Linked DNA regions of Zea mays: all the other regions are linked to region 1. Evidence: chromatin contacts called from public Hi-C data. All regions are on one chromosome and are shown on one strand. Each heading gives the region's core, a stretch centred on a gene start, on an enhancer-like site or on the middle of the called end of the contact. The rest is flanking DNA. Distances are from core to core; before and after follow the strand shown. Region 1 holds the start of LOC100382772 (putative calcium-dependent lipid-binding (CaLB domain) family protein). Region 2 holds the start of LOC100193164 (calcium ion binding protein). Region 3 holds the start of LOC100193585. Region 4 holds the start of LOC100216725 (Ribosomal protein L12/ ATP-dependent Clp protease adaptor protein ClpS family protein).

Region 1 (4,401 bases), core at 733-3,232:
AACAATCGAAGCTTCTCTAGGATTCTATTTTACTACGCTAAAACTTATATATATAATAAAATAACTCTTCATTATTTAGAAAAAAAAGAAGGAAAGTAAGGAAATGAGAGAGTAACACCTGAATTTGGTGGATTTTAGAAAAGAAATTTTATACCCCAAATTCAGGGTGTTACAGTCGGCCCCACCGGGCAGGGAGAGAGAAAGAGAGTGTGCGAGCGCGGCTGATGCTGACTGGTGGGACCCACCTGTCAGGCGGAGCGGGGGGGGGGGCAGCTGGGCGGAGCTGGTCTTAACGGGCCAAAGACGGTTTTCCTATTTTCCTAGAAGTTTCCAAATGCTTTTCTTTTTAATTTTCTCTATGGATTTCAAATCAAATTCAAACCCAGTTCAATTCAAATAATTCAAACATGTGCATCAAACAAAAAAAATAATTTAGGCTCAGCGCGATGCAACATTTCATGACTCACATAGATTTTGCTATATTAAATAAATAGTTAATCCCTCATTCTAATAAAAAGGGAGGAGAAGTCTAGAGAGAGACAAGAGGTAACATCTGAATTTGGTAGATATTGAAGAAAAAATTTTATACCCCTAAATTCAGGGTGTTATATTAGGGTTGGATACAACTAGGCATGGCAACGTAAAATTCCCTGTTGGGGAATAGCTTCTCATTCTCGTTCCCGGATGAAATTTCTCAGCGGGGATCTCAATGGACGCTTGTGGGAGACATTTTATTCTCCATCATCGACCTCGCGAGGCCGACGGGATCCTCATCCTCACTTCAATTAAAATTAGAACGTGTGTTTTTTGTTATTAATGTAAAATATTGTTACTTATATACATTGTTAGATTAGATGTAAAAATTATTATGTGTACATTAAAATGAATATATGTGTAAAATAAGAGATCTCTTGACAAAGTAATTATTTATTTATATCATTAACTATTACACGAAAACATCGTCACGTGCAAGCTTAACTAATACCCATAGAAAACGGGGATGAAAAATGTTTCTATGTCCTTGTTTACTCGTTTATATTCCTATCTTTTAATAGATTAATTCTAAATCGGGACCTCAATGGCATCTCCAGATACAACCTTTTAGAATTCATGTTACATCGCGAGGGACCTTAAACTCTATATAACCACGTCATCGCGCATCAAAGACACAAAATCAAATTGCAATAAACTTACTGACAAAGTGCCAATGTCGGTGTTACGTCATGTGGCAAACATCCGAATTCTTTCGGATTTCTTAGCGCCAGTGTTTAAAGAAAAGTTTTGGGGTGGGATGGGGCATGAACGTCACAATTAGGGATGAATTGAACCAAAACGATCGGAAAAACTCCACTCATATTTATGTTACCATATTTTTTATTGAAAACGGGAGCGGAAGCGGGAGCGGTGCCAGAAACGAAAACGGTTGTGCAATATATGATTACACAAAAACGGATTAAAACGAATGGATATATAACAAAAACGGATAGTAACCGAAAACTTTGTCCGAAATATACAATATTATGCAATCACTCAACAAACTCCAATATTAAGAGTTTAGGACACTATAAATAACAACTTCACAAGTTTAAAAGTTAGCAAAAAAAAACATATGTTTTTAAAGATCAACATGTTGCGCAAAGGCAATACTTTTTTCATCAACATTCTTTAATCATAAACCACGAAATTACATATACATAAGATAACATCCCGTTTCGTTATCGTTTTTTTTTCCACAAATACGAAAACGTATGGATAAAAACAGAATATCGTATATGAAACCGGATTTTTTGTCCGTTTTCGCAGGAAAATGGTAGTCTTGCAAGTTTGCAATTTGCCCCGAGAATAATAAAAAAACCCTGCACATGGGCCAGACCGTCAGCCTCCTGTGGCACGTGTGAACAGCCGACCAGGCCACGTGGACCACCTGTTCTAGTTCTAGTGATCAGAGGGGAGGGAAGGGGAGGTGAACGGAGGGAGCGGAGGAAGATCTCGGGCTCTCAGAGCTGCATCCTGAACCCATCGCGTAGGAAGGGGCAAAGGAGTCGGAGCTGATCCGGCAGTCGCTCTCTCTCGGTAAGCAATTATACACTTCTTTCATCATTTGGGTACCCCTGATCTGTGGCGCATTCGTCCCCATCAATCGCGTTCGTTTGGGCTCCTGATTTCTCCGATGCTGAATCGCATGGGGTAGTTGGCGCTGTGTAGACTTGCGATTCGCGATTCTTCTCTGAGTAATTGGGCTGCCACCTGCGCTTGGTCCCAATTCACAGTAAAATCTACGCATTGCGTGGCCACGTTGGCTAGGAATTTGGAAGCAAGTACTCTCCGCTTTCAGTAATCCCAACGGTATTCTTCAAACTTTGGAATTTACATGCTTCTTTTATTCACGTTTTTTTCGTGCTCAACATCCATTTGGCAGGATTGAGTACGATTTGACGCATTTGCGGCCGAGCTTTCTTGCACCCAAGATGAGTGGGCATGGTGACACTGCGACCTCAGGTATGCGTAAATGGCTTTCTGTGACCACCTCGGAGTGGCATGGCACAAATTCCTGGTGCTCGCACTGGAATATTCTGTAGCAACCTTGAGCAAATACATATATGTTCGTGATAATGCACACACGATCTGCCGAAAACACAAGTGCAATTTTTTCCCTGAAGGCTTTCCAATTTTTGACACTTTTTGCTACATTTATGGTACAGCCACTAGTTTTCTCTATCAAGTATACTTATATTATGTATTAAGGTCACAGCAGCTTCGCTTATATTATGAACTCACATTCACCTTTGCCTTCCAGCTAAGATGGCGAAACTGAAGGAGTTGTTGCAAAAGAGTGAAAACCACATTTGTGCTGACTGTGGTGCATCTGATCCCAAATGGGCGTAAGTATTTGTGTGAGCATGAATAGGTCACCATGTGCTCAATTTCAGTTTGCTTGAACTTTCTGTCTTTTCTCCCATTTGGATATCAGCCCTGGCAGCTGGCAATGCATTTGTGGAAGACATATGAGTAGAACATGTAGAGCAATAATAAATCATGCATAACCTTGCAATATAATTTGGAAAATCCTCTGTTTGGTTCCCCATTCTTTTCTTTTTAACATAACCAGGTCTGTATACTATGCATAGGCCTTTGCTTCAAACTTTTGTGGCTGGAGAAACACAAATAACTGAGGTTTATCTTTGCAGATCAGCTAATATTGGGGTATTCATTTGCGTAAAATGTTCTGGCGTCCATAGAAGTCTCGGTACACATATTTCAAAGGTTTTTGTAGTCACACACTAAAACCAGAAATTACCTTACATGTTTCTTTCTTTCTATTTTTCTTTCCTTTTTTTGTTTGTTTTTAGAGTTTATTACTGTCTGCTAGCAATGATACCATCTTTGCAGGTAGCAATACAACATGCAAAATGCAATTGTTTGTTAGTCTGCAGTATTACTCCATGGTAATATCGTCCTTAATACATATAATGAACCTAATGTTTATCTGACACAGGTTCTGTCAGTGACACTGGACAAGTGGTCTGACAGTGAAGTTGACTCCATGATAGAAGTTGGTGGGAATTCTCAGGCAAACGCAATATATGAGGCTTTTATACCAGAGGGCTACCAGAAGCCACATTCAGATTCTACCCAGGAAGAGCGAGAAAAATTCATCAGGTTTGTGGTTATCTGGAAACGATTTTTTTTTCCCAATGGACACAAGAAATTTTGCCAAGTTCTTTGAAGATTGGTGTCTACTTGTTTTCTTTCCAAGCTTGATCTGCAGAAGGCATTTTTATTGAAGCGCGTGATCCATATTCTCCCTGTCATAAGTTGTCAGCTACCGAAGTATGTATTTCCATTGTTTCAGGTCTAAATATGAGCTGCAGGAATTTCTGAAGCCAAGCTTGCGCATTGTTTCTCATCAGCCTAGTGACTCTGGAAAACATGCCGGAAATGCTTCTCATTCTGATGGTTCCAAGAGTCAAGTATGGCTGCCCAAATTGAACATTTACTATATGTATGGTCACTAATTTGTTGCCCGGTATTTGGGTGTAGTGATTCTTTTTTTTCGTTTTTGCAGGTCGGCATGATCGAGTTCATTGGAATATTGAATGTCAAGGTGATTGGAGGCACCAACCTAGCCATCAGGGATATGTCAAGCAGTGACCCTTATGTCGTCCTGACACTTGGGCAACAGGTAATTTTGGTCGTTTTGTTAGAATCACAACAAAATAAACATATACTTTGTTATCAAATTACAGCGCCCTCTTGTTGATTGCAGAAAGCACAAACTTCAGTAATCAATGGCAACCTGAATCCTGTCTGGAATGAAGAACTGAAGCTCTCTGTTCCCCAGCAATATGGACCTCTGAAGCTGGTAATGAACTACACCATTACTATATATCACATACAGTA
Region 2 (4,594 bases), core at 1,253-3,752, 790 kb before region 1:
ATATAAAGGGGTACGGTCGATTGAGAAACCCCGAACACATTCCAATCGAACCAATGTATTGCTTTCTTTATCAGTCCTTTATCATTCCTGTCGTGGGACTAGATATAGCATAACTTTAGTTATAACTTTCCACATATCCTCTCCATCCCTATCCGACTCTACGTCATCTAGATCTGTCTTGTGGGCCCTGCCGACCCCAAGACGAACTTAAGATCATACCCCTCCCAAGAGGAAAGACTCACTTTATCGACTTGATTTTATAATTCCTAGGCAACTCTACGTCATCTGGGGACGTTGCGGGTGATTTGCTGACTTAAGACACCCTAAGATCTCTTTCCCAGGGGACTAGATCTATGTTTCTGCGAGGAAAAATACGACCCTGCGCCATTACGGACTGTCCAGCCCAGAGCGCAGGCCGTCTGGAGCGATGTAGAAAAGAAGTCGTTCCTGCAGGTGAGGTCGCGACCCATTCATTACCGTCGTAGAGGGCACTGTTAGACTGTACACTCCTAGTGTTTGGTGCGCGCCAACACATTGATTATGGGTATTAATTTTTTTTCTAATTTAAGGTCAGGTCAAGCCCAACTAAGTTCGATAAAAATAGTTATTTTATTATCATTAGCACGAGCACCTTGCAACAAAACTTTTTTGTCCCTTTATAGCACAAATACACGTTGTCTACTAATATATAATTATTGATAAAAAATTTATCATTAGAAAATTTTCTAATTAATAAAATAAAGTAACCTCATGTAGTATCAACTTTTCATACGATGGCCTGTCAGAAAAAAAACGTTTCAAAAGATGAGAGCCGACGTCATGTTATGTTTCCTTGGTGCATTGGCACCAGGGTGCCCAAATCTTCTGTTAGTAAATTGACTAATATTTATCACATATAGTATGAAGAATTTATAATTTTGCTACAGTGGCGTGGCACTTTCACTTTAATGTTAGTTTTATCTTAGACTAGTTGGTTACCTGTGCTTTGCGACGGCTTACAACAATATCCACGTAAATTATCCACCAAAAAGATCTTAAGGTTTTTTATTGATTGTCTCCGCACCAGGCGTCAATCCGAGAAGGGTGAGAGAATGCGAGTGTCTTCCATCACTGGACCCGCCGAAGCGACACAACACCCCCACCAACTCCGTAGCATATGCCGACTCCTGCCACGCTATGGACCTTGGTTGTCCAATATCTCAGACCTGGACTCCTCATCGCCAAGATAACCTATGCCACGCTATGGGCCTTGGTTGTCCAATATCTCAGACCTGGACTCCTCATCGCCAAGATAACCTAAGCGTAGCAGGCGCCACCATGTCCTCCTCGACGGCACGCACGGAGAAAGGCTAGGAGCATGACCGACTCGCGTCATACCCGCGTCAACGAGTGTCGGTCGGCTCACGGCTGTGACCGTGGGCGGGGGCAGTAGGTTGGGGAGGAAGAACAGAGCGAAGGCCGGGAACACGAACGGGATGTCCGACGACGGCGAAAATGATGGTGCACGCATGATGTGAAACATCCTCGTGGACGTGCAATAGCCACTGCGCGAATCGGTGTCGAGGCTGGTGTCGGACGAATACGGGTAGGAGGCGCATGCTCCTGCGCCCTCGGCCGAGAATGGGGTGGCGCAGAGGTGGAGGCATGAGGGGAGAGAGAAAAGAAGTAGAATGGCGAACGAGGTAGTGGCAACTGAGGCGAGGACCATCATTATCGTGCGGAGGTATAGATGGCCAAATATGTCGTGTCTGGCGAGCCGGCCCGAGGCATGACCCATTTAATATATAGTGCCTAGGCCAACCCGGCACGAGCGTCGTGCGGTGCTTGGGCCGTAGCCTCAGGCCGTAGTGCTGATCCGACCCGACACGATTATTTTTTTTTATTTTACAAAAAATCACATATACATATTTACAACTTATATTCAATATTATAAACATTTGAGCATGATGTTCTACTGGTTCGACAGATTTGTCTAGTGTCTCCCACCCTTCTTGCTTCACGGTGTGAGTTCAAACCCCACCTCTTGCACTGCTAAACTGGTGTTTTAAGTATAGTAGAGAGTAGAGATATAGATAATTAGAGCATTTGTTGATCAACATATAATAATGTTTAAAATTTAAAATACCTCCATGCCTAGTAGAGAGTAGAGATATAGATAATTAGAGCATTTGTTGATCAACATATAATAATGTTTAAAATTTAAAATACCTCCATGCCTTATACTATTTTGAGACTAGGATGCTCGCTAGTGGGTGCTCGCTAATGTTGTTTGTGCTAGCCTTGTATATCTTATCTTCTATTTTAAATTGTATTTTATAAATAGTACAGTGCAAAATATTGTACATGGTGTGCTGGCCACAACCTAATAAAGTTTAAAAGAAAATTTTGGAATATTTGTGCAATGCTGACATCAGCAGCAGGAGGAACGCGTGTTGGATGGAGTTGGCGCGCCGCGGGCGTTTCGCGCGCCGCGCGCATGCGTTTCACCGGGCGCCTGCTCTCGCAGTAGTCGTAGGCTGCCCACGGCCCTCGGCGCCGAACACGCATCTGCTTCTCCTCTCGATCCCATCCGCATTCCCATCCCATCCACTCCACCACCAGATCCCCGCGAGCGTAGCCTCTCCTCCTCCCCTCTCACGTCCCACCGCATGCGCAACACGCGCCTGCCTTCCCGGTCCAGCCCCCTGCCCCCAGGTGTTGCGTCCCCCGTCGATCGCCACTCGACCCTGCTGGTGGAGTGAGTGCCGGTGATCCATCCGGAGTTGGATTTGTCCTCGGTAAGGAGATCCGTTCATTTTGTGCCGTGGAATATTGATGTTTTCGCTGCTGTGGGCACCTGAATTCTCAAGTTCCTTTCTAATGATCTTTCTGATCTGCTGGTTAATCGTTACCCATTTTTAATGCATGGTGCTTCCATCGTTACCTGTTTTCGACTGAATTTGATTGATATAGGTTAGATTTACTATGTAAATAACTTGTTACATTTATAAGGACAAGATCTTGTTCTTAGCACCATGATTCTTAGGTGTCTTTATTTCATCTCTTATATAAATCATGTCTCAAACTGTCTTTTATGGTTTTTGAGGTCACTGCCTTTCATTGTGGCCGTACTAGATTCATCTCAAATCTAGGCTACAGTGGATATTGCTAATTTGTAATTTCTCACCATGAATATTATTTATGTCTCCAGGCAAGGAGGTTTTGCACCATACAAGATCGTCAAAATTGCCGAAATGGGAGGTATAATTAGTGGGGACTCGCCTAGGCACAGCTCACCAGCATCGAAGTTAGAGAAAAAGATGGTTGACGCTATGCAACAGAGGGCATTAAAAGGAACCTCTGTGAAATCATTCAATAGTGTCATCATGAAATTTCCTAAAATCGACGAGAGTTTGAGAAACTGCAGGACTATCTTCCAGGAATTTGGTGAGCTTTACCCCTTTATCTGAACCAACACTATGGTACCGTGCATTTAAATGTCAAAACTTCACATAAAACTTGATGTATAGTTGAAATATGTAAATTTATTTAGAGGTAGCCCTGAACAAGTTATGAACTTTGGGTAGTCTTTATTCTACAATATTGTTTTTGAATTATAGTTTATTTTTACTTCATCTGATGTATAACTACTGGATAAAACTAACTGTTGGGGACTTGTTCTCAAATGCTAAGAGTTAAGAACAAGGCAACATAAAAAGTGTTAAATATTAAAGTCCTTCGTCCTTCAAGACATTATGTCCCTTCGGATATAATGAATTCCGGACGAAGGTTGTGAAGGAAAAAACCTTCGTAAGCACAATAAATGATAAGGAAGAATTCATATACGAAATACGAAAAATAATATAAACATTATCATCAACTTATTTTTATTTGCATTACCATATCTAGAATAACAAATTATAAATGTATCTTCGGTTTGACGGAAAGTAAGGGTACAGGCGTGATGTAAAAAGCGAATGCCAAGTCAGCGTGAACAGTACGGGGGTACTGTTCATCTATTTATAGGCAAGGGACGCAGCCCATGTAGAATTACATTCATGCCCTTTACATTTATCAATAACTCTATAGTAATTCTTCGAGGTCTAATTTGCCTTTTTATCTTTAAGTCGGTTCCCCTTCTCTGCTGTCATGCCGAAGCTTTTCTGCGCACAGCTTCGTGATCACCTTATCCTTCGTCATAATCACCTTTCGTCTCGCTCAGGCTTCGTCCTGACCATGCTCTTGTATACTCATGACCCGATTCCGAAGATACCTGTTCACATATTTCACTTGAAAAATATTGTCAAATCATGTTTTTGAGGAACTTCGAAAGCCGAAGGCCCCCAACACTAACATAAACAAATTGTTTTGAGTCCAGCTAAATGAAATGAGGTTCCACCTGTTTTGATAATCCAACGAAAAGCAAATATATTTTCCAAATAGCAGAGCTTCACGTAGAACACATTCTTCAAACTCTGGTGCCACCACACAATGCATGCTCACTGGGTTTATAGGCACCAAAGTCTCATACTGCCTTTGGTCTAATGAGGTCAGATAAATGCCTCATGCATATAACAGTTATCTTTCTCCAAATTTAACACGTGATCCTGGGCAT
Region 3 (4,560 bases), core at 1,370-3,869, 700 kb before region 1:
TTAGACGAGACTTGCTTGTCGATCATCTCTCAGCCGAGCACTTGCTTGATTTATCTATCTTCAGGTTGGCCCGACTGACAACCTCGTCTTGCGGAGATGTCCATTCTCTGCATCATCTTGGGGTCAACTCAGTTCTTGTCCTTCACATCACATGACTAACTAGCGTACCTAATGAGATGTGCAATCCATATGTATGAGCATAAAGTAAACCAAATGGTACAGAAAAGAGAATCAAATACTTAGCAGCAAGACATCGACACAATCTTACACAAACACTAGACACCTATAACATACTAAACACAACAATCACGATCTTCTAGTTTTACCAGATTTAACTTACAACATCACAGAAAACGATAAGCTATACCCACACTCTACCTCCCTTAGCTAACGTTCAATACTAGAAGGCTAACAAACTTAGTATCATTAGTCTAAAACACCTAATTTTTGGAATAAGGATAGAAGCACATCAACTTTCTAAACCACCCGACCAGACGACTTTGCATAACCCGCCAACTAATTAAAACGTCTACTAGCAAAGCATTAATTGGTTATTAAAACTTAACTCATTAACCTCGGACATCTAAATATCCGAATATGAATAGAAACACTATAACTAGCTTTCTAAGCCATTTCATCGGATTAACTTGTATAACATATGAGTTAAATACGATATTTAATCGTTCGACCTAGCAGGTGTACCTCATTTCGCCACACAATAGCACAACTACACCCCGACCCGAGAACAGATCTAGCCATAATTATTAAGCGCACATATACTAAGAAAATGATTATCACACCAACCCATTAATTTATTCAATGATCTTATTATCACGAATAACACATGAACACAGGAAAGACGTAAATCACCACACGAATACTAAAATGGCGTTGATCACAACATATATTTCAAACACTCACCTACACACCTATCCGCGGACGTCGGTGATGCTTTCAACAGCAAGGGCGAGACTGACGGTCTAGGCACATCGGCATGCGGAGATGCAGACTCGTCCATGGCGAGGACGAGGAATGACGACAAACTCCAGTTCAAACTATTCATCACGCACTCAGCGGGTAGCGGATAAGAACAGGGTAGCAGAGTTGGCAACGAGCACCAAGGAGACAACGACGACGTTGTTGTTGAAGATGATAGTGATCACTGAAGTTGAAGACCGACGGACACGACGAGACCGCAGTTGCAAGCAAATTTTTGACTACATTTTAAAACATGGCAAGCCCAGCAAGCCTCATAGCGAGTTGAGAGTAGCGCCCGACGACCTGGTGGAATAGGATGTTGTCGCGACCAGAGGGAACAAGGATGGCACAACGTAGGAGATGCAAACTATCAGCGACGATGGCGCGTCAAGGCTGCACAGATCGACGGCACGGGGAACGGCTGGGAGATGGAGTAGGGCACACGATATCTCGGAATCAGGCTCAGAGACGGTGACCGGCACACGAGGATAGCGGGGTGTCCACAATGACAGAAGAGAAGTTGTGTCCATGGTGGTGACGAGGACGCACGATGTCCATGGTCAAGGCGTGGTCGAGCACTTTGGACCGATGAAGCGAAGTTCGACGATAAGCACCATGGAGGAATCGGCGACGTTGCTACACACGACGCGGAGACGAACGACGACAACCCACAACAGCACCACACATACGGCATCAACACACTGAGCAGCGGTTGTGCTTCCGTGGTGAGGAGACTGGAGCCAGGGCTAGACGTCGGCGTCATGGCGGGCTAATCGAAGGCGAACGAACTGGCCATCAGCGAGCTGGGCGATGACTAAAACATCAGCAAACGCACAACAGCACGAGAAGATGTGATAGCCTAGGCAAGGTCAACGACCGGTGAGGAGGCAAGGAGAACGGCGGCTGGCGAGCTCGCGATGGCGCCATAGATTGGAGGCAGAGGAGACGGCCAAAACCGAGGACAGAAAGCCATGGCTACTGCTCCGACGGCTAGAGCGAAGTTGAGAAAGACAGACTGCATCTTGGCACCAGAGAAGAGCTCCACGGTCGGACCTAGTTGGAGCAGGGCACGCTTCCATGGGCTAGCAAGGGAAGGATGAGTCCGACGACTCGACGCCGGCCGCACGCCCGCAACCAGGGAAGGAACAGCGGCCATGGGCGGACAGAGGAGCAGGCGTGCGCGCACGGACAACAGCGAAGAGCTCGGCCATGGGAAGGGAGAGGAGGGAAGCCGAGCGAGCAGGAAGCCTGCGCGCGCGTGGGGGCTAGGGAGATGGGGCGAGCTGCAGCCCGTGGCCATGGGCGAGCTCGGTACCAGGAGGAGCGCGCCATGGGGATGAGGGAGAATCTCGGCTGGGCGGCGGCCTGAAGAACGAGCAGAGGGATGGGCGCGCAGCCAGCCTGAAGGAGCAGGAGCTAAGGCGAGCTGCGCGCGGGGAAGGAAGACGCGAGGGAGAGAGAGTTCGGCATGGGCGCGGTAGCCAAGGCAGACACGGCCCGGCAGAGCGTCGACCAGGGCCATGGCGAGGGAGCTCCGAGCAGAGGGGCCAGGGGCGAGGAGGGAGATGGGGCACGCGCCATGGAAGAGGGCAGGAGCGGCAGCACGGGAGCAGGAACGGAGCGCTGGCGACGGAAATATCCCAGGCGCTGAGTGGCGTGGAGAGGATAAGAGCGCACGTAGAAAAAAAAAAAATCCTCAGCAGCAGCAGCTGTCAAGTCAAAGCACAGTGGCGACCAGATTTTTCTACGCAAGGGAAGATGAGGATGACGACTGAAAAATCAGAGAGTGGGAGGATGAGGATGGTTGCTCCAAAAAAATTTGAGCCACTGCACGTAACTGAACAGAGAGAGACGAGTACATCGGCTGAATGGCTGAGGGAAAATATCAAGAGCCGAGCGCTTGCAGAAAGGGGAAAAATGATTTTTTTTTCCTTTTATTAGCACAGATAAATATGTATTCTAGGATTAGGGTTTAAAAGAGACATAAATGGGTTGGATTAAAATACTATCGGATACAAAAATTTAAATAGAATCTAATTTGGTGATTACTCTCGGAATCACATGAATTTTTACCAGTTAGCTATATCTGAAGATTTGGATCTAGGCGAGAAATAACATACCGAATTAAACTGATTTTGGCTTCGATAATTTGCGCTGAAAACTTTATTCGTCGAATTCTAAATAAATTGGCTTGGGGCAAAATTACAAGGCTGAGTTTTTGCCCGATGTCGACGGATCAAACTCAACGATATCTGGTTCTATATTTATTAGACATTCGATTTAGTTGAACCAAAACAAATTTCGCCGCTATTATGTGTTAAAGTCTGCACTCGTGGTCGAGCAGACGATAAACACCGGGGGTGTTACAACCCTCCCCCTTAAAAGAATCTCGTCCCGAGATTCGGAACGAAAGACTTTTAAGAGTAGAGAATAATGTAACTCCTGTCCATATCAGTGATAATCATAAGACAGTCCTGAGCGAAGGCGAGTGCCTCAGGATGTTGTTTCTCTAGTGGACATAACATATATCGCCTTAAGCTAATTTAGAGATGTCCAACAATAGAGACGATGTCTGCCAGAAGAACACATAAGGTTCCATGTGTGCAGTTTGCTTTTTCTGATGACACTGTACTATCTGAGTCTGTTGGGCGAGCGGTAGATATGCGACTTTACCCAAATATAATTAGTTGCAACCTCTCGGGTAAAACACATAGAAAGAGGTTTACCAACAAGTGGTCACGGTAAGTTCATAGCACACGAGATGAGTGTGAATGTCGAACAACATCATAGTTAACTCGTGTTAGCCAGAGAATCCAAGTCCAAGAAAATGATAGACTCGAAAAATCACCAGCGAAAGGATCTGTAATTGCTGACTTCGTGTCTAATCCATTTTATCAAGCACTAGGCATGGCTCGACTTGATCACACATGCTGGAAAAGCACACGTGAGGCGATCGAGGCATGACTAGAGCGATAATTAGGTGGTTATTGGCTGACTTAATCTTGATTCTTATAAACACTTCCTTAAGAGGGGTTGTACAAAAGTGAGTTTAAACAACTCGACAAAACGATCTCTAAACTCAACCATTGTTCACAATGTAGCTACAAGTTAGTAAACCAACTTGTTTAACTACCTTTGACATTGAGCAGGTCCTGTTAGTACTATCGGTAAGCCAAGGGTTAAGAGTTCACATTTGCTAGCAAAAGGACATGCATTTGGGTAGAAATCCATTTGGTCAAGTTGTTCATCCATTTCTTCATGCGAGATGAACTGACTTGGTTAGGGAATACATGGATTAAATAAGAGAGCGAATGAACAAATTCCTGCATCTGAGCAGCAGGGAAAATCAATCTCCATTTTTAATGAAGACTTCTGAATTGGTAAGAACTTTACTTAAGGAACACATCAGAGTTATATACTCTTTTGATCCAATAGTGATGGCATAGGTTGTTTGATTGTTTCAGCAAACAGCACAAAAAATTGTTTCAAGGGAGGAGTCCACGGAAGATCACACATCAGTGTAGTTCCACAATGGATCATGACTAGAGACCTCAGTACCAACATGCGCTAAGCAGTATAACC
Region 4 (4,366 bases), core at 1,172-3,671, 710 kb after region 1:
AGCAAGAAGGGCGGCAAGGCGCTCGACGTGGGCGGCGGCGACCACGTCGACATGTTCTGGGACCTGCGCTCGGCCAAGTTCGCGGCGGGCAGCGGCGCGGAGCCCGCCGGTGGCTACTACATCGCTCTGGTGAGCAACGACGAAGTCGTCCTCCTGCTCGGCGACGGCATGAAGGACGCGTGCAAACGGACCAAGTCGCGCGCGTCGCTGGAGGACGCCGTGCTGGTGTGCCGCCGGGAGAGCGTGTTCGGCGGCCGCAGCTTCGCGGCGCGCGCGCGGCTCGTCGCCAAGAGGAGCAAGGAGCACGAGATCGTCATCGACTGCACGCTCGCCGCCGCGGGCTCCAGCAGGTATCCCGAAATGTGGATCACGGTGGACGGCTTCGTGCTGCTGCACGTCAAGAGCCTGCAGTGGAAGTTCCGGGGCAACGAGACGCTGCTCGTCGACCAGGCGCCGGTGCAGGTGATCTGGGACGTTCACGACTGGCTCTTCGCCGGACCAGGTGCGCAGGCAGTCTTTGTCTTCAAGCCTGGTGCGCCGCCGGAGATAAAAGAGGACAGTGGAGGGAATAGCATCGAGGATGACGGGACTGACTTTTGCTTCTTCCTCCAAGCACGGAGGATGGAATGAGGGAGTCACATGCAGGATAGGGTTCAAATTTGAAGGGCAAGGCAATGATGTTGTCCTTGCGCCACTGGTATGTTGATATGAATGACATCGAATGCTTATCCAGCTTTACAAATTTGTAATGAGGAACACTTCAACTGAATCAAAGTTTTTGTTACTGGAAACTAAATCCAACCATACCAGATCTACAACAACAGAACTTTTTTTACACTGCAATGTAACTGACATAGAGAATATATCAGGGTACCTAAGCAACTGCGAAGTGTTCATAACTCATAGAGGATACAACAAGAACATCAGATTCATGGTATTGGCCCTGATGGCAACATCCATTCACTCCACCAAATAAGTTGTGTAGAGCCCAAAGAACTGCTTATTCTAGAACAAGTCATGAATATCATCATAGCAACTAAATCTCTAGTTTCCCTCTCGCCTTGGTTACCAACGTAGATGTAAACTATTTTCTCCATCAGCATAAAGGCACTGCAATGTGCAATTCAAATGCTTGATCATGGCAACAAAAATAGGAAATAAAAGTGTGTTGTGTCGAGATGGTCATCCCTTCGTTCACTCCATGACAGCAACACCGCCAGCTGCCTTTATCTTCCCTATGATTGCTTCTGCTTCGTCCTTTGTGAGCGATTGCTTCAGAATGACTGGGGCCTTCTCCACTAGCTCCTTTGCCTCCTTCAGCCCCAAATCCGTAAAGGTCCTGATCTCCTTGATAATCTTGATCTTTGCAGCAGCATCGAATTTCTCCAACTTGACATCGAAGACTGTCTTCTCAGCTTTCTTTTCCTCAGCCTTTCCGGCACCGACCCCCGCACCACCCTGAGCACCAAAACTGAAACCCTGGCCGGAGATAGCCTGTGGCGGCTCTTGGTTCAGTCTGAATAGAAGGGCTGGAGCAATCTGTTTGATCTCCTCAGGAGGGAGAGCAGCGATGCGGTCAGCTAGATCCACAACTTTCTCTGACGGTAGCGACATAGGCCCGTATGGGTCGTATACATCAGGGTACTTGTACTTCTTAGCACCCGTGTCCTTTGCAGCCTCGGTGCTGTATAGATGAGCCCAAATTACTGAAAGACGATTCACAGAGGATGGTTTTGAAAGACATAGTCGGCGTGCTATTGTACATAGACTCATCCTAATATCAGTTAGATGAGTGTGATGCTCTCCTCCTGAAACATAACAAACTAGTATCAATCAGTACTAAATGAGACTTGATGAAAAACTTTCACAGTCCACTCTGAATGAAGCACGCTGATACAATAAGCATCATAAACATGGATACATGATAGTTTAAATGGGATCGAGTACATAGATTTACAAAGGCAGTAGGTGCCATTCGGGATTAGAGTGGCCATTTTACAAGTTTTTAAGGTATCCCATTTACACAAATAGAAAACATAATAACTTGTGCCAGAAATGTGTCCCTTTCATACGAACCCCCCACCCACTTTTCAGTCTCCCAGTTTCTGTGTTCTGCGTGGGAGCACACCGATATTCAGGAGAGAGCTCAAGGTCACCTATTCAAATGCAGGGGAGGATCCAGTACAGGACATCGGTGGACATATGATGTGCATGCGATAAATCCTTTTTTTGCGAAAAAAACGAAGTTTGTGTGTACAATTATAATACATATGCATGTAACTGCGTCAGATCTGGATACTCATAGCTTAACATTTAGGGTTTGGGGTAGTCCATTTCGCACAGCTATGAAGGTGAAGATACGGGAAGGGAGTACCAGATGAATGCTCGTCGCCGGTGAATGGCCCGACGAAGAGGGCGGCGCCGCCGCCAGGAAGCAACGACCACGAGAGAGCGTGAGGTAAACGGCAGTGGGAGGTGAACGGGAGAGGTAGTTAGACCGGCTCGATCAGCCAGCCCAGTAGGCCCAGCGAGAACCAACGGGCCTACTCCTACTGATAGGAGCACTCATGGGAAAGTATCGGCCTGTTTTCTGCCCTCTTTTTTTGTTTTTTGCTATAAACCGTTTCTCTTTTTCTTGTAATAATATCTTTACGGGTAATTAGTTCGAGTCATTAATGTATGAAAGTATGAGTACGGAATAAACTTCAAACAAACCAAATACTAGGACGGGAGTACTAGAACGGGACACCGGACTAAGTCAATTGTTGGGATCTGCTTTGCCGAAGGTTCTCAACTCGTCTTAGTTCGGTATAAATAAATATGTTTCAGGTATACAGTTAAGAGAAAATGAAGGTGGCCTTCGAATCAAAACGGTGAGTGTCACACCCGGCTTTAAGGGATAAAGCCAGATGCATCTCATACATGCGCCAAGAAGACAACATATATAATAACAGAGTGTGTAGAGATAAATGTCACAATAATCAGAGTATTTATTACATAGCGGAAGACTTATTATAAAATAAAAGAATAAATATAAAACGAACTAAGGATCGTCGGCGCCAATGTCAACTGAGAAACGCCATCTAGATCAGATCATACTCCTCGCCTTGTGGCTCCTCCTGAACCACCTGCTCTTCTCCTGTGGGGGGTTGTCTAAATATCCTCCGAGTGTGTCGATTGGGAGGTAAATCAATTCCACCACCCCGCCTGGTATTGACCATCTGAGTTAGATACATATGGTAAGAGAATAGTAGACAAGGCAGGTATTTACAAATCAGGTTACTTTGGGGGATTTTATTAGCTAAGCAGATTAATATCTTCCCTACCATAGCTAATTCAATACCTTATGGTGGTACATGCTAAGATGTCCATCTATAATAATTCAATCAATCAAAGAAGCAAATCAGGCATTTATCATCAACACAATCAACCAATCATTTTTTTAAATAAAGAAAACAGTTTTAAATTTTGTCTTGGGTTCCCTATCTCTTAAAAGATCATAGTGGTAGGACTCCAAGGTGTGAAATCCATCTTGTCTTAGAATAGAGGAGGTAAGAATGATCAGAGTAGAACAACAAAAGGTGAGACAAGATCAAGATGAGATGAGTATAGAATGAGTCAGAGTAAGGTAAGTAGGAAAGGGTCTGTCCATTTCTATCTAGGTTTCGTCCTATAGTCAACATTTCCTCTGATACCACTTCTGTCACACCCGGCTTTAAGGAACAAAGCCAGGTACATCTCATACATGCGCCAAGAAGACAACATATATAATAACAGAGTGTATAGAGATAAATGTCACAAAACATCAGAGTACTTATTACATAGCGGAAGACTTATTACAAAATAAAAGGATAAACATAAAACGAACTAAGGATCGTCAGCGCCAATGTCAACTGAGAAACGCCACCTAGATCAGATCAAACTCCTCGCCTTGTGGCTCCTCCTGAACCACCTGCTCTTCTCCTGTGGGGGTGTGAGACAGCAAGGGTGAGCTCACACGTGTTCATCACTCAACAAGTTGTGGGGAATAATATGACATGAACTCACCAAAGGTGGGAGCTCATGGAGTGTAAGGCTTATCAAAGAGAATGGTTAAAGCTGAGCATTGCTTTTAATGTTGGTCAAACTTTTATTAGCAATTACTAGATGTAAGTAAATACCAAACCTTAATAAATAATAGAACAAAATTAATAATAAACCCATGCATATGCAAATGACAAAATTGAATTTAAGTTCCATAATTTAATCATCAGAGAGTCCTGAGCTGCTCATGACCGTGAGCTCGGCTAGTATACCAGTTTTACACTCTGCAGAGGTTGTACCCTTTACCCACAAGTCAAGTTACCCATCTGCCAAGGGATCGCGA

The links. Hi-C and Micro-C count contacts between places; a contact is called where the count stands out from the background.
Region 2: a contact with region 1 is called in a Hi-C map of bundle sheath, with 3 times the contacts expected there. The contact joins the promoter of LOC100193164 here to the promoter of LOC100382772 in region 1. A contact is called at or near these places in 3 of 25 Hi-C or Micro-C datasets (bundle sheath, ear and tassel).
Region 3: a contact with region 1 is called in a Hi-C map of leaf, with 7 times the contacts expected there. The contact joins the promoter of LOC100193585 here to the promoter of LOC100382772 in region 1. A contact is called at or near these places in 3 of 25 Hi-C or Micro-C datasets (ear and leaf).
Region 4: a contact with region 1 is called in a Hi-C map of leaf, with 6 times the contacts expected there. The contact joins the promoter of LOC100216725 here to the promoter of LOC100382772 in region 1. A contact is called at or near these places in 4 of 25 Hi-C or Micro-C datasets (ear, endosperm and leaf).

Annotation. Positions count from the first base shown.
Region 1 is chr5:121,036,538-121,040,938 of Zm-B73-REFERENCE-NAM-5.0, reverse strand. LOC100382772 (putative calcium-dependent lipid-binding (CaLB domain) family protein) reads left to right here and starts at 1,982. Exons shown (of 9, transcript NM_001175481.1): 1 at 1,982-2,073; 2 at 2,420-2,499; 3 at 2,798-2,882; 4 at 3,189-3,264; 5 at 3,497-3,660; 6 at 3,854-3,971; 7 at 4,067-4,183; 8 at 4,268-4,363. The coding sequence starts at 2,469.
Region 2 is chr5:121,826,103-121,830,696 of Zm-B73-REFERENCE-NAM-5.0, reverse strand. It overlaps LOC100193164 (calcium ion binding protein), which reads left to right and starts at 2,502. Exons shown (of 5, transcript NM_001138320.1): 1 at 2,502-2,777; 2 at 3,191-3,426. The coding sequence starts at 3,234.
Region 3 is chr5:121,738,077-121,742,636 of Zm-B73-REFERENCE-NAM-5.0, reverse strand. LOC100193585 reads right to left here and starts at 2,619. Exons shown (of 1, transcript NM_001138692.1): 1 at 794-2,619. The coding sequence starts at 2,500. The coding sequence ends at 1,838.
Region 4 is chr5:120,327,642-120,332,007 of Zm-B73-REFERENCE-NAM-5.0, reverse strand. LOC100216725 (Ribosomal protein L12/ ATP-dependent Clp protease adaptor protein ClpS family protein) reads right to left here and starts at 2,421. Exons shown (of 1, transcript NM_001143130.1): 1 at 931-2,421. The coding sequence starts at 1,773. The coding sequence ends at 1,195. It also overlaps the pseudogene LOC103626825.